Regions from separate parts of the Sus scrofa genome. Here region 2 is linked to region 1. Evidence: chromatin contacts called from public HiChIP or PLAC-seq data. All regions are on one chromosome and are shown on one strand. The core of a region is the stretch at or near the end of the contact, and the rest is flanking DNA. Distances in the headings are between cores, read along the strand shown. Region 1 holds the start of GPI (glucose-6-phosphate isomerase). Region 2 holds the start of UBA2 (SUMO-activating enzyme subunit 2).

The links. HiChIP or PLAC-seq counts read pairs in DNA pulled down with a chosen protein or histone mark.
Region 2: an H3K27ac HiChIP or PLAC-seq map of skeletal muscle shows a contact between it and region 1. The contact joins the promoter of UBA2 here to the promoter of GPI in region 1. A contact is called at or near these places in 1 of 5 promoter capture datasets (liver), 9 of 47 Hi-C or Micro-C datasets (alveolar macrophages, embryonic fibroblasts, heart right ventricle and 3 more) and 2 of 2 datasets of contacts at active chromatin or transcription factors (alveolar macrophages and skeletal muscle).

The regions. Positions count from the first base shown.
Region 1 is chr6:44,034,581-44,042,282 of Sscrofa11.1, forward strand. GPI (glucose-6-phosphate isomerase) reads left to right here and starts at 3,794. Exons shown (of 18, transcript NM_214330.1): 1 at 3,794-3,936; 2 at 4,913-5,003; 3 at 5,341-5,409; 4 at 7,037-7,156. The coding sequence starts at 3,815.
Region 2 is chr6:44,098,333-44,106,034 of Sscrofa11.1, forward strand. UBA2 (SUMO-activating enzyme subunit 2) reads left to right here and starts at 4,818. Exons shown (of 19, transcript XM_021097539.1): 1 at 4,818-5,020. The coding sequence starts at 4,883.

The DNA.
Region 1 (7,702 bases), core at 2,544-5,043:
CCTGGGAGCCTCCATGTGCCACGGGTATGGCCCTCAAAAGACCAAAAAAAAAAAAAAAAATCCACGTAACTTTGGAGTTTCAAAATACAATGTTAAACTTAAAATATTGGGGCGATCTGGGATTATCGGGGAAAATCTGGAGTAACTGAATCTGCTGCGAATCACAGAGGTCAAACCACTGGAGGTGTACTTTTTAACTGAATGTTAAAAAGAAGATGAAACCCTCATGGGGTTCCCTTCATGGCTCAGCGATAACGAACCCGACTAGGATCCATGAGGACCAGGGTTCAATCCCTGGCCTCGCTCAGTGGCTTAAAGGATCTGAGTTTTTCCTGCTGGCATCAGGTCCCAGGAAAGGACTTCATTTGGCTGGCTTAGGTCATGTGTTCATCTCTGATGCAATCATAGAAGCAGAGGAGGAAAGCCAAGACTGGGAGGCACTGGTTTTGGACAAAGACAACAGACAAAGAGACATCCCTGCGGTAACCAAAAAGAGCCTGCTAGAAAAAGGGAGATAGTGGCTACTCTTGGGCTAGAGTCATGGGAGGACTCATGGGGCAAGTGGATGATGGGACAGTGGCTGCTCAGACTGGCTTCCTTATTGGATGAAGTTTGTTCTGAAACACAGGATTGAGGGTGTGAGAATGCTGTTCTGGGCAGACAGGTAACTTGCTTGGATGGGAGACTCTGGTTGGAGTGCTTCCCAGGAACTCTAGTAAGAACAGATGCTGTTTAGCACAAGTCATGATTGTGCCAGGTCTGGGAAACCCAGTTAAATCTCAGAGGTGAAGAGGATCAAAGCTCTGGGTAAATAAGGGCCATGTGGACAGGACTGTTCCCTGCAAAATCCTGTAACCATTCATTTCTTCAGTCTTTGGCCCCTCTTTTTTTCCCTTCTTCTTTTTAAAATTATTGTATTTGGAGTTCTCTTTGTGGCACAGCGGAAATGAATCCAACTAGGAACCATGAGGTTGCAGGTTCGATTCCCGGCCTCACTTAGTGTGTGAAGGATCTGGCATTGTGTGAGCTGTGGTGTAGGCCGGCAGCTGTAGCTCCAATTAGACCCCTAGCCTGGGAACCTCCATATGCCAAGGGTGCAGCCCTAAAAAAAAAAAAGAAGAAGAAGAATAAAAAATTATTTTATTTTTTTTATTTTTAGGGCCGTACCCTTGGCATATGGAAGTTCCCGGTCTAGGGGTCAAATCGGAGCTACAGCTGCCGGCCTACACCACAGCCACAGCAACTGGGGATCTGAGCCGCATCTGCAACCTACACCACACTGAGCAAGGCCAGGGATCAAACCCGAATCCTAGTGGATACTAGTCAGATTCGTTTCCGCTGTGCCTTGACAGGAACTCTTTTTTTTTTTTTTTTTTTTAATTGCCGCACCCACAGCATGCAGAAATTCCAGAGCCAAGGATCAAACCTGCACCACAGCAGTGACCCAGGCCACAGCAGTGACAATGCTGGATACTTAACCCACTGAACCACCATGGAACTCCTCCTTCTTTATCTTTAAAAACTCAAATAATTCTGGGCAGAGAGAGAATAGGCACTTGCAGAGGCCAGAGGTGGCAGTGACTGTGTGGAGCTGGGAGATGGGCCAGAGGAAGCCCTGGGGAGGCCTGGGACTGCAGAGGAGGGAGCACACTCCTGAATGCATATGGATGGCCTTCCTGGGGGAACTGGGTGATGGAGAATCTCAGTTTGAGTGCCCAGTTCTTGGACCTCTTCTCTCTGACTGTATTTACTCCCTCTCACCCAGACTTCCATCTAGGCTTTTAAGTTCAAATGCTATCTTTTGGAGTTCCCGTCATGGCTCAGTGGTTAACGAGTGCAACTAGGAACCATGAGGTTGCGGGTCCAATCCCTGGCCTTGCTCAGTGGGTTAAGGATCCAGTGTTGCCATGAGCTGTGGTGTAGGTTGCAGACTCGGCTCGGATCCTGCGTTGCTGTGTCTGTGGTGTAGGCCAGCAGCTACAGCTCCTACTGGACCCCTAGCCTGGGAACCGCCATAGGCCGTGGGAGCGGCCCAAAGAAATAGGCAAAAAGGCAAAAGGCAAAAAACAAAAAACAAAAAAAAAAAAACGCAAATTCTATCTATTCACCATGACTCCCAAGTTTTTCCTCCTGCTTGAACCATCTCTCTTCATACTCCAGTTGTAAACACCCAGCTCAACACCTCCACTAAGATGTCTAATATGTTTTGAAAACTTAACATGTCAAAAAAGCAAGATCATGGGAGTTCCCATCATGGCACTACAGAAATGAATCCAAATAGGAACCATGAGGTTTAGGGTTCAATCCCTGGCCTCGCTCAGTGGGTTAAGGATCTGGTGTTGCCACAGCTGTGGAGTAGGTGGCAGAATTCAGCTTAGATTCAAACCCTGGCCAAAAGGGGAAACAAACAAACAAAAAAAAAAACCTTGATCTTTCCCCTAAAACTTGCATTTCTCCAAGATGCAATGGTGATTCCATTTTCCCAGGAACTCGGGTAAAAAACTGGATGTCGGTTATTGACTGTTCTTTTTCTTTCTCTTATTCTTCACTCAATATATCTAGGTCACCACACCCAACTTCTCCTACCCTGACACCTTCATTCCTGGGTTAAATTATTGTTTCACTGTCCCATCTGTTGTCCGTACTTCCATGTCTACTGAATTGTGGATCTGATCCTTTGTAAAACATGTCAGATGATGTCCCGCCTTTCCTTAAACCCTTCAATGGCTTCCCATCTCTCTTAGAATAAAAACCAAAGTTCTCACAATGACTTGTTGCCTTCCTTCCCTCTCTGACCTCATCTTCTATTGCTTGCCCTTCATTCACTCCAGCCACACTTGCCTCCTTCTGTGGCTGAGCCATCTAAGCATGCTCTCTGTGGGAATTTTGCAGTTGCTCTTCCCATTGTCTGAATACTTCTCCCCCAGTTAGCCAGCTGGCTTGCCTCCTCACCTTCTTTAGGCTTTGGCTCAAATGCCACTTTTTTTTTTTTTTTTTTTTGTCTTTTGGGTTTGTTTTTCCTTTGTTTGTTTGTTTGTTTTGTTTTGTTTTTTTGTCTTTGCCATTTCTTGGGCTGCTCCCGTGGCACATGGAGGTTCCCAGGCTAGGGGTCGAATTGGAGCTGTAGCCACCGGCCTACGCCAGAGCCACAGCAACAAGGGATCCGAGCCGCGTCTGTGACCCACACCACAGCTCACGGCAACACCGGATCCTTAACCCACTGAGCAAGGCCAGGGATCGAACCCCAAACGTCATGGTTCCTAGCCGGATTCGTTTCCGCTGCGGGACGACGGGAACTCCCTCAAATGCCACTTCACTAGTGAATTTTCCATTGACCATTCTATTCAATATTGCAACCTCTATTCCCAGCTTTCCTTTTCTCAGTAGCACTTACCAGCATCTGACATGCCATACGTCTTACTTGTCACACATGTATCTGCAACACCTATAACACTGCCTGGAACATGGAAGGTGTTGCGTGAGTGAATGAATGAACTAATGAAGCAGGCCGGGGCCAAGGGGGCTCGGCCTCTGTTCCCCAGTCACTTCCAGGCAGAGGTCGGCAGAGAGGCAGCGCAAGTGGCCGCCTGGTGTCAAGAAGGACGAGACGTCCCGAGCCACTGCTGCTGACCAAGTCTTCCCCGCGCCGGCGCCGACAGAAGGGCAGAGGGCCGGGCCGGGGCGGGGCCGGGGCGGGGCCGGGCGCCTGCGCCATAAAGTCCGCTGGGCGCCTCCCGCCTCCGCCTGCAGCGCGCCGCCCGCCCCGCTTCCTCGTTCGCGTCCGCAGGGGTCCGTGTTTCCAGCCGCTTTCGCCATGGCTGCACTCACCCAGAACCCGCAGTTCAAGAAGCTGCAGACCTGGTACCACGAGCACCGCTCTGACCTCAACTTGCGCCGCCTTTTCGAAGGGGACAAGGACCGCTTCAACCACTTCAGGTGCGCGCTCGCGGCCAGGGGCGGGATGCGGCTCGCGGGGTCCCGCTGTGCAGGACCAGGGCCGGGTTGGCGGGGTGGCGGTCCCCGGGGGGCCCCCCGGCGACGAATCCCGGTCCAGGCCCAGGCCGCACTTCGTCCTTGACGCCTCCTTGAAGCAGGTTTCCGGGTGCTCGCCGGAGGTCTCGGGCCCGGCTGCTTAGTCATGAGGAGTGGGCCCCTGCGCCGCTTCCCCTCCTCTGTGGCATCTTTCTCCCGTTCTCCCCTCACCCCATCCCCCGCCAGTCCCTCTAGGCCATTGAAGCAGGCCATCCTTCCCCGTCGTGAGCAAGGGCCCTCGCTGACGCAGCACGGGCGGAAGGGCTGCCCACTTCCACCCGGTCCTGGACTGGGAACCATCTGCGGGGTGCACAGGGTGGGGCGGGGGGAGGTTGTGGGGAGCCGCGGTGGAAGGGTGGAGAGGCGGGGGGGGTGATTCCTGTCCATGAGGCTAGGGTCAGATGCCCACGAAGGACCCAGGAAAGGAAGAAATCTTGAGGGGCAGGAATGGTCACTGGTGCAGGTGTTGGGGGAGGGGAGGTCTGTGGCTCCAGGCTGGAAGTCCCTGATGGCCAGCCCTGTTATCTAGGTCCTTCGCTGAGTAAGCTCAGTTGCAGAGTGGAAGCTCTGGGAGGGAATGGTCACTCCCTGGCCTAGGCAGGGGGGCACACGCAGCTCTGCCTTCCCATCCCCCAGCTCAGTTTTAGCAGAGGGAAGGTGCCTCGGGGGTCTGCATCTTGTTCTGTGGGGCTGGCCCCTTGCAGTGTGCTGCTGCTGCAGCAGGTCAGCTTGGTGGGTGTGCAGGTGACAGTTGACACCACTTGCGCTGGCCAGCTGAGGCATGTTTGGATTTGGCACAGGGAGGATGTTTTTTTTGGAAGCATCTCTGGTCAGGGAGCAGGCTGGGGTGGTGTCAGCAGCTTCTGCCATCTTTCTGCAGCTTGAACCTCAACACCAACCATGGCCGTATTCTGTTGGATTACTCCAAGAATCTTGTGACGGAGGCTGTGATGCAGATGCTGGTGGACCTGGTAATATTCGGCTGATGGAGGCTTGACCTGCGAGCCACAGTGTGGTGGGCTCCTGGAGCCCCCAGGTCCTTGAGCATGTTTACGTCTTTCTCAGTGGACCTCAGCAATTGCCTCTGTGCCCCTCCCCCGGCTCAGGTTCTGACCAGCAGGGGACCTAGTGCCTGATGTCTGAGCAGACTCTTCCCAGGCAGGGGTGGAGGTGGGGGTGGGGGGAAGACACCCAGACTGTAGCCATCTGTCAGCCCCACTGGGGGCTGCACCAAGCCTTGCACTTGGGGGCTTGGACTCTCGGGGGCCAGCGTGGGTGGGACCAGGCCTCAGTGTCTTCTCTTCTCAGGCCAAGTCCAGGGGTGTGGAGGCTGCCCGGGAGCGCATGTTCAATGGTGAGAAGATCAACTTCACCGAGGTAAGTAGGCTGATAGACGGCAGACGCTGCATACCCTCTATAGCCTCTTCCGTCCCTTTGGGGTTCATCTGACTGTTAGCAACATCACCCTGTGTCTACACCCCTCCTCTTAGGCAATACTTTTGCTTAATGAGAGGCCCTAAAGGCCTGTTTCCTCAAGTGAGTTGCAGGGCCTTGGTGAGCATGGGATAGCTCTCGGTGTGGGCTGGGAACAGCAGTTCTCAAGCCTGCAGGGAGAGGGCTTCTCAAGGCATGCTCAGAGAAGTTAACTGGATCTGTCCCTTTTTTAAATTTTATTTCAGAGTATACTTGATTTAAAACGTTAGTCTCAGGTGTACAGCAAAGTGATTCAGTTATACATTTACATATATCCATTCTTTTTCAGATTCTTTACCCATGTTGGTATTACAGAATATTGATTAGCGTTCCCTGTGCTATACAGTAGCTCCTCGTTGATCATCTGTTTTAGTAGCATATAGTAGCATGTATATGCTAATCCTAAAGTCCTAATTTATCCCACGCCCCATGTTTCCCCTTCGTAACCATAAGTTTGTTATCAACTCTGTTTTGTCCTTGTTGCAAGTTTTATAAATGAAAAGAAGGTCTGTATTAAAAGATCAGCCTCCTCAGTGAGAAGAGTCAACAGGAAGCTACCGCAGGGCTGGGCCTTGGCCACCCTGTGCTGTGAAAGCCTGGAGGCATAAGAATCACTGAGCTCTCAGTGTCAGCCTCATGAGGTTTTTAATCCTCCTTATACACAGGAGGAACCTGAGACTCAGAGGTCAAGTCACTTATCCAGTGTCATTCTGTAAGTGGCAGGGCCACAATTCAAACACACCCTGTCTTTCATTGCTGGGCTAGGCTGAGGGAGGCAATCAAGGAGGGCTTCCTGGAGGGGTACATTTGCTATGGACTGTGGCACAGGAGTGAGGTCGGGCAGTGAGCAGCGAGCCTCTCCCTGGATTGGAGTCCCAAGAGCATCTCTTCCTATCCACCTGGAGTGCCAGACCTGTTTCTTTCAAGGACTCCTCTGCTGCCTCCAATTGGATGGGACCATTGTTGCACTCTCATGACAAGGCCAGCTGCCTGGCACCTGTCACAGACTTCGGGTTTGTTTTTTGATGGTGGGTGGGATGGGACCCTTGGTGAGGGAAGCTTGAGTTGCCTGCTTTGCTCCCCTCCCAAGGGGTGAGGACACATTTCAAAAGGTGCCAACAAGCATGCACCTTCAGCAGGAAGGTGAGACTGGGGTTTGTGAGCCTGGGTCCTCTAGCCATTTATCGCTTGTCTCTGACCTGTGTGGTCACCATTCTGCCTTGTCTCACTCTGCTCAGCTTTCCTTGACTTTTCCCACCATGCACATCTGTGGGTCCTTGACCTCTCTCTGTGGGACATGAGGGGACAGCACATGCCTTGCCTCCGCCTCAGTCCTGGGATGGTCGCTCCTTCCATGAGCACACGATGGGTTCTCAGTCTGAAACCATGGTACTGACAGAGACCTTAGGACCTGCGTGTCCGGCGGCGAAGGGACAGAGCTGACCTTTGGGGCCACACAGCATCATGCCCAGCTGGGAGCACAGCTGCCCGGGGGTGGAAGGGCCTTTCACACGCTGACTCTCGCCCCCAGGATCGGGCAGTGTTGCACGTGGCCCTGAGGAACCGGTCAAACACACCCATTCTAGTGGACGGCAAGGATGTGATGCCAGAGGTCAACAGGGTCCTGGAGAAGATGAAGTCTTTCTGCAAGGTACGCAGCTGTGGGCTGGGCTTCCCCTGGGCCGTGTGTGTGCTTGTATTTTGGAATCCGGGCCCCTGATGGGCCGCCACGCCACTCTCCTTGGCGAGAGGACTCAAGCCGTAGCTGCAGCCTGACAGGGGGGCGGTCCGTGTGATTGCTGGTCGTGGGGGCTCTGCCGAGGCATGGGTTTCCCTAGGGAATCCACCACTGGCAGCAGTGGAGCAGCCTCCTTCCTGACCTGTAATGCCCGTGGGCTCCTGGTGACCTTCTGGCGAGCTCAGAGATCTGAACAGAAAAGTGAGGCCCCTGAGGGGGTGGGATTGTGGGGAAGGGTCTTGCTTTTTCTGACCTCTTTAAGTCATGTGCCCATATTGCCTAGTCTAGAACTAGACAAAATTTAAAACTTAAAACATTGTCTTTTTTTTCTTTTTTAATTTTTTTTTTTTTTTTTTTTTTTTTTTTCTTTTTTTGCTATTTCTTTGGGCCGCTCCCGCGGCATATGGAGGTTCCCAGGCTGGGGGTCGAATCGGAGCGGGATCCGAGCCGCGTCTGCAA
Region 2 (7,702 bases), core at 3,568-6,067, 65 kb after region 1:
GACTGCTTAGGAGTTCTCGTCCTGGCTCAGCAGAAATGAACCTGACTAGTATCCATGAAGATGTAGGTTCAATCCCTGGTCTTGCTCAGTGGGTTAAGGATCCAGCATTGCCGTGAGCTGTGGTGTAGGTCACAGTCGTGGCTTGGATCTGGCATTTCTGTGACTGTGGCATAGGACAGCGGCTACAGCTCCAATTTGACCCCCAGCCTGGGAACCTCCATATGCCATGGGCGAGGCCCTAAAAAGACCAAAAAGAAAGAAACAAAAAACAGACTGCTCAGATTTGCAGGTACACATCACTTTCGATATATTTAAATGGCCAGAACATCTTCTCCTTTGATGAGAGGATGAGGTAGAACCATTGCTTTAAACTGTTGATAGATTTTCAGATATCTGAACTGAGTGTAGGTTTCTGACTTTTAGGTGGAGACAACTTCCTGTGCTTCCAATCAAACACCTAGTTATACCTGTTTATATCGGGTCTTGCCTAAATAGAGTACAGATTAGCAGGCGCATGGCCGTGATCCAATAGAAATATGTTTGTAGAGACATATTGTTAAGGAAGCAAGATAGGAGAAAAGTCCAGTGTGAACCCATTTAACTGTAAAACTGCACAGTGTTGTGTGAAAGAGCTAGATCTGGAAATAGAAACACCCGCAAGGCCTTGCATTGCATTAAATGTGCACTGTGGGTGGGACCTTTCAGGTTTTATTTCCTGCATTTGTGTCCTATTTGAATTTGTTAAGGTGGGCAAGCAATTTACCCTTTATACACACTGTTAAAAGATAAACTGAGGCATAAGAGTTCGAGTGAAAATCAACTGGAACCAGGCAGCACCCAATCTAGCAGAGAGAAAGGAGTTCCAAGGAGCTGAAGAAAATGACTTTTATAGGCAGAAAGGGGCAGAGACAAGAAAGTTATACTAAAGCAAAAAAAGGGGGTTGTTTATTGCACAGTTACTTTCCTGTAGCGGTGACAGGGGTCTGTCAGGCAGATGACCTAACTAGTGCTGATCAGACGATTCCTGATTGATAGTTTAAGATTCCATTTCTGGGAAAGCTGAAACTGTAATGGTCTCAGTTTGGTGATGTGGAGCTTAGCACAAGCGACTCCATTTTGAGCTTGTGTCTTATTTTTTAACACGTACCCACAAAGAAAAGCAAAGTCTCAGGGTCAGGTGCCTAGTCCAACCCAGGCAAAGTGAAGAGGAAGGAGGCAGGAGAGAAGCAAAGGAAGGTGGCTCTATTCACTGAGTGTCTAGAGGGAAGAGGAAGGCTGCCACTCTGTGGAGGGCCTCTGTTAGCTTTAGCTGGTGAATGGAGCCTTTGTGAGAGCTGAGCCAAGAGTAAAGAAGCAACATCAGCACCCTATTATGTTAAGGGTGTCCCCCACCCCCCATATGATTGGGTACTCTGACCCTTTCACTTCACCACCTCAAGGATCAGGGCAACAGCCTGAGTACGCCTCACAGACAAGGCTTGGTGTGTGGGTGGTGAGCCAAGCAATGGATGAGAAAGACCACAGAAGTCAAAGCATTTTCCTGTTTTCCACTGTCAACCAAAACAACAAGGCTGCAAATAAGAGTGTATATGGGAGGAGTTCCCGTCAAGGCGCAGCAAAAATGAATCCGACGAGGAACCATGAGGTTGTGGGTTCGATCCCTGGCCTCAGTGGGTTAAAGATCTGGTGTTGCTGTGAGGTATAGTGTAGGTCACAGACGCTGTTCAGATCTGACATTGCTGTGGCTGTGGCATAGGCCGGCAGCTGTAGCTCCAATTACACTCCTAGCCTGGGAACCTCCACATGCTGCGGGTGCAGCCTTAAAAAGACAAAAAGACAAAAAGGCAAAAAAAAAAAAAAAGTGTATATGGGGACTTGAATTGCAATTCTGGAGACATGGATTTGAGTAAAACAGAGCGTTATAGGGAAGAGAAAGGGGCTTACAAAGGCAAACACCATGAGGCCGTATTTTGACACAAGAAAGGAAATATGTGTCCTTAAGGAATGGTTGTAATGAATTGTTTTAGGGTAAGGGTGTGATAAATAGGCTATCATGAGTTATATTAGGATAAATGCAATAAGTATCTTGAATTTCTGGCAAATATCTGGATACCTTCATTAGACAAGTAAGCAGTTAAAAGCTCAGATTTCATCCCCCACAATATCAAGTCCCCTTATGGAGTTTATGATCAATCTCTCTGTCCGAAACTTTATTCCCTTTCTTATCTCCTCTGACCTCAATCCTGTGCTCACTAAACGCTAATCAATCACAGCTGGATGATTAAAATTGCTGTTGTTGATAATACCATTAATGTCCTAAAATTGCTATTATATATATAATCAACATACAAACTCATGTGGTTTCTTGGGGGCAAGATGAACTAATAGACCCCTGAACCATGGACCACCAGGCAAAAGAATTGTAAGCTATACCTACTCCCAAAACTATGATTAAGAAATGTTAGAAATGGAGTTCCCGTCGTGGCGCAGTGGTTAACGAATCCGACTAGGAACCATGAGGTTGCGGGTTCGGTCCCTGCCCTTGCTCAGTGGGTTATCGATCCGGCGTTGCCGTGAGCTGTGGTGTAGGTTGCAGACGCGGCTCGGATCCCGTGTTGCTGTGGCTCTGGCATAGGCCGGTGGCTACAGCTCCGATTTGACCCCTAGCCTGGGAACCTCCATATGCCGCAGGAGCGGCCCAAGAAATAGCAACAACAACAACAACAAAAAAAAGACACTCAGACAAAAAAAAAAAAAAAAAAGAAAAAAAAGAAATGTTAGAAATGGGGAGTTCCCAACCTGGCTCAGCAGAAATGAATCCAACTAGCATCAATGAGGATGCAGGTTCAATCCCTGGCCTTGCTCAGTGGGTTAAGGATCTGGCATTGCCGTGAGAGGTGGTGTAGGTCACAGATGTGGCTTGGATCCCGAGTTGCTGTGTCTGCGGCATAGGCAAGCAGCTGTAGCTCTGATTCAACACCTAGTCTGGGAACTTCCATATGCCCAGAGTGCAGCCCTAAAAAGACAGGAGTTCCCGTCGTGGCTCAGCAGTTAACAAACCTGACCAGTATCCATGAGGATGCTGGTTTGATCCCTGGCCTTGCTCAGTGGGTTAAGGATCTGGCATTGCCATGAGCTGTGGTGTAGGTTGCAGATGTGGCTCGGATCCCACGTTGTTGTGGCTGTGGTGTAGGCTGCGGCTACAGCTCTGATTTGACCTCTAGCCTGGGAACCTCCATATATCTCAGGAAAAAAGAAAAAAAGAAAAAAAAAAAAGCTACACACAGAGTTCCCTTGTGGTGCAGTGGATTAAGGCTCTGGCAGTTGTCACTGCAGCAGCTCTGGCTGCTTCTGTGGCCTGGGAACTTTCAAATGCTGCAGGTGCAGCAAAAAAAAAGCTATGCACAATTTTAGGTTTTTTTTTTGTCTTTTGTCTTTTAAGGGCCACACCCATGACATATGGAGGTTCCCAGGCTAGGGGTCTAATTGGTGCTACAGCTGCTGGCCACAGCCACAGCCACACCAATGCAGGATCCAAGCTATGTCTTCGACCTACACCACAGCTCACAGCAACGCTAGATCCTTAACCCACTGAGCGAGGCCAGGGATCAAAACCACAATTTCATGGTTTCTAGTCAGATTCATTTCTGCTGCGCCAGGATGGGAACTCCTTGTTTGTTTGTTTTTTATGGATGCACCCACAGCATGTGGAAGTTCCTGGGCCAGGGATTGAATCTGAGCCTTTGCAGTTGTATTCTTAACCTAGTATACCACATTGAGAATTCCAACCCTCCTTCTCCCACTTTTGGCTACAATGTGCAGGGGCTTCATGTGGGATTTCAATTCCCAAACCAGGGACCGAACCTAGGTCACAGGGGTGAAAGTGCAGAGTCCTAACCATTATACCACCAGGGAACTCCTACTTGGGTTTTTGTAATCGTACTGCTGCTTTAGTCTCTAGGAAGCTTTGCTTTAGTATTCTTATCTGCAGTGCTCAAAAACAGTGTTATAAATTTTCTTTTTGCCAGTTTAATAGGTGAAAAGAATTTGAATACTATTTTGCATGTCTTTGATGAAATTTTTTTCTTTTTTGTCTTTTTACGGCTGCACTGTTGGCATATGGAAGATGCCAGCCTAGGGGTCTAATAGGAGCTGCAGCATGGCCTACACCACAGCTCACAGTGGGTCCTTAATCCACTGAGCAAGACCAGGGATGGAAACCGAGTCCTCATGGATACTAGTCAGGTTTGTTACTGCTGAGCCAGGATAGGTACTCCTTGATTAAATTTCAATATTGAGCATATCATCCATTGTCTGAGTGCTTTTTCCCATCCTTTGCCTATATATTTTATCTAGGTGACATCTGTTTTCTTTTTTCTTTCTTCCCTTTTTTTTTTGGCCACACCCGCAGCATGTGGAAGTTCTGGGCCTGGGATCAAACCAAGCCACAGCAGTGACAACACGGGATCCTTAACCTGCTGAGCCACCAGGAACTCCGACATTTGTCATCTTGTTAATATGTAAGAGCTCTTTACATAGAAGGACCTCTGTTTTCTAACCTGTAACAAGCCTTGGCTGGGAGTCCAAACCTCAGGCTACAGGACGACCCTTAGGCGTCTTAAGCCGGAAGCCGGATAGAGGAGTACACACGTCCCTGAAAGGCTCCCAGTCTCTAGCACGCCCAGAGGTGTGAACACTCCGCTTAAACTGAAGCCTGAGCTGGAGCCACCAGCCCAGGGACTCCCAAGGCCCCGCCCACTCGGCGCCCACTGGCGGCCGCAGTGCGCAGGAACGGAAGCTGAGGCGCCCCTCCCCCACCTGCTTCCGGCCGCGGCTCATTTCTCCCGCCTCCGCCTCCGCCGCGGCTCGTGGTCTTCCCGCCATGGCACTGTCGCGGGGGCTGCCCCGGGAGCTGGCCGAGGCCGTGGCCGGCGGCCGGGTCCTGGTGGTGGGCGCGGGAGGCATCGGCTGCGAGCTCCTTAAAAACCTTGTGCTCACCGGCTTCTCACACATCGACCTGGTGAGGGCCAGGCGTGCGCGCGGGCTGAATGGCGGGCCGTGGAGACGGGGCCGGGGGTTCGTGGCCCGGGGGTCGGGACCGGAGTTGGGGCGCGGGGCTGGGCCAAGAGGCCCCGGGGTCGTGGCTGCCTGCGTAGAGGAAGCTCTTCGACGGGGACGGGGCCGGCCTCGCCGCATCCCGGGCCGGCTCCGCACGCCGAGGAGGCCGAGGGGGCTGAGGGCCCGGGTCTTCCGGGCGTCCCGCGGCGGGCCGCCCCCCGCTTCCCGGGAAGCGCCAATTTGTGGCGGCTATAGGGTGTGGAAGCGGACTGGTGTCCCCGCTTCAGAACAGTTCCCCAGCTTTAACCCGAGGCAGAAGGTGATTGTCTTGTGTCCCTTATGGATGTTGAGAATGTTCAATTCGGAAGTCCCCCATAACTCAGAAATAATGATCCAGAGCAGAGTATGGCGGTAATAGCAACCTGGACCTACTGAGCGCTTGTCTGGAGCCCCCGTGCTGCCCTGAGTGGTTTACTCGCCTTAACGCATTTACTCTTCACTACTCTCATAGGCTTGTAAACGCTGCTTTCATTCCAGTTTATTTTCAACAGATAAGAGGAAAAAGGAGATGCAGTGGAGTTTAGTAACTTACCTTGGATCGCTAAGCAAGTTGTAGAACTCCTTTGGCACTCGCGCTCCTCTGTTCTGGGGGCACATAATCTGCGTTACAATCATTGTTGTCACCTTAGATCGTATGCTCGCTTATTTCGTTAAAGATGGATGTTTAGGATTTTAACTTTTGCAATGACAGGAAGTTACTGTAGTTAGAATCAAGTTATTTCTATTACTGTGAACTTTGTAATTGGAGTTGTAACCTGGAGTTTGGATGTGAGTTTACAGTGTCTTAAGGCGTAGTGAAGACATGGAATTTAAAAAAAAAAAAAAAAAAAAGTGGCTGACTGAACTAATAAATGAGTGACTAGGGGAAAAGACTATGCATTTTTGTTTGGTTCTTATAGAGTTAGTCTTTCCATTCAGTTCTGTATCACATATCCCAAATATGATTGTTGCATTGCTAATAACTCCTGGTACTTCTTTAAAAGGACCATTTTGTAATAGACAAGACAGTGAATTTGGGCACCTGAAAAATGAATGCTGATCCTTTTTATTTGGTTTAATTTCAATATAAACTTAGGAAGTACAAATAAAAAATGTTAGGTGAGTATATGTTTTGGTGATTTCACAAATATTTCATTTCTCATATTTTATTGAGATGGAATGAAAGTGGTATTAGTTATTATTATATCTTATATTTCCATATAAATATATATATATATATATTTTTTTTTTTTTTTTGGTTGGAGGTGGGGCAGGCAATGCCCTTGGCATGTGGGAGTTCCTGGGCTAGGGATCGTACCTTCAACACAACAGTGACCTGAGCCACTGTAGTGACAACCTGTTGCTCCACAAGAGAACTCTCTGCTTATATTGACTTTTAAGCAGCAATTAGTTAAGACTTAAAACCTGACACTTTTTCTTCTTCCTTGCTTTTTCTTTTTTGGTCATCCTTTGGCATATGGAGTTCGTGGGCCAGGGATCAGATCCAGGCTGCAGTCGCAACCTATGTTGCACCACCCATCCTCTTGTGCCACAGTGGGAACTCCAAAGTGTAACACTTTTAACCTTGTGTAGAATTTTACTTCTATAGCCCTCAGGTAATAATTGTAAATGAAATTATGTCATAGGTAAAGACTTTTGAATTAAAGCAGCAAAAATTCAGTAATCTGTTTGCCAGGTGTCATGTGAGAAAAAAACAGGGCACAGTTAAATCTATTATGTTTTATTTGAGAGAGTAACTAGATTGATGAAGAAATGATGGCAGTATAACACATTTTCAACTAATTTTATGGCATATAAGGGCATAGAAGGAATTTCCAGAGTTCTGGTCATGGCTCAGTGGTTAAGAAACCCAACTAGGAACGATGAGGTTGCAGGTTCGATCCCTGGCCTCACTTAGTGGGTTAAGGATCTGGTGTTGCCATGAGCTGTGGTGTAGGTTGCATATATGGCTCAGATCCCACGTTGCTGTGGCCATGGTGTAGGCCAGCAGCTACAGCTCCTATTCGACCCCTAGCCTGAGAATCTCCGTATGCCATGGGTGTAGCCCAAAAAAAAAAAAAGGAATTTCTTAATTTTTTGTCAGGATGATTAAAGAGCAAAATGTATCCTAAAATATTTTTGATTCCACAGAAAAGAGACTCATAGAATTTGGGAACAGACTTGTGGTTGCCAAGGGGAAGGGGTGGGATGGACTGGGAGTCTGGGGTTAATGGGTGCAAACTATTTCATTTGGAGTAGAGAAACAAATGAGATCCTGCTGTATAGATGTAGGGGACTATATCTAGTCACTTGTGATGGAACATGATGGAGGATAATGTGAGAAAAAGAGTGTGTGTGTATGACTGGGTCACTTTGCTGTACAGTAGAAATTGACAAAACACTAAATCAACTATAATGGAAAAAATGAAAATCACAAAATAAATAACATTTTTGAAAAAGTTATCTCTGAAATTAAATCCTGGTTTTTCTTAAAAAACATACATTAAATTATTTACTTATTTATACATGCATCATACTGTGCCTGTGGCATATGGAAGTTGCCAGATCGGGGATTGAGCCTGAGCCACAGCAGCAACTCAAAAGC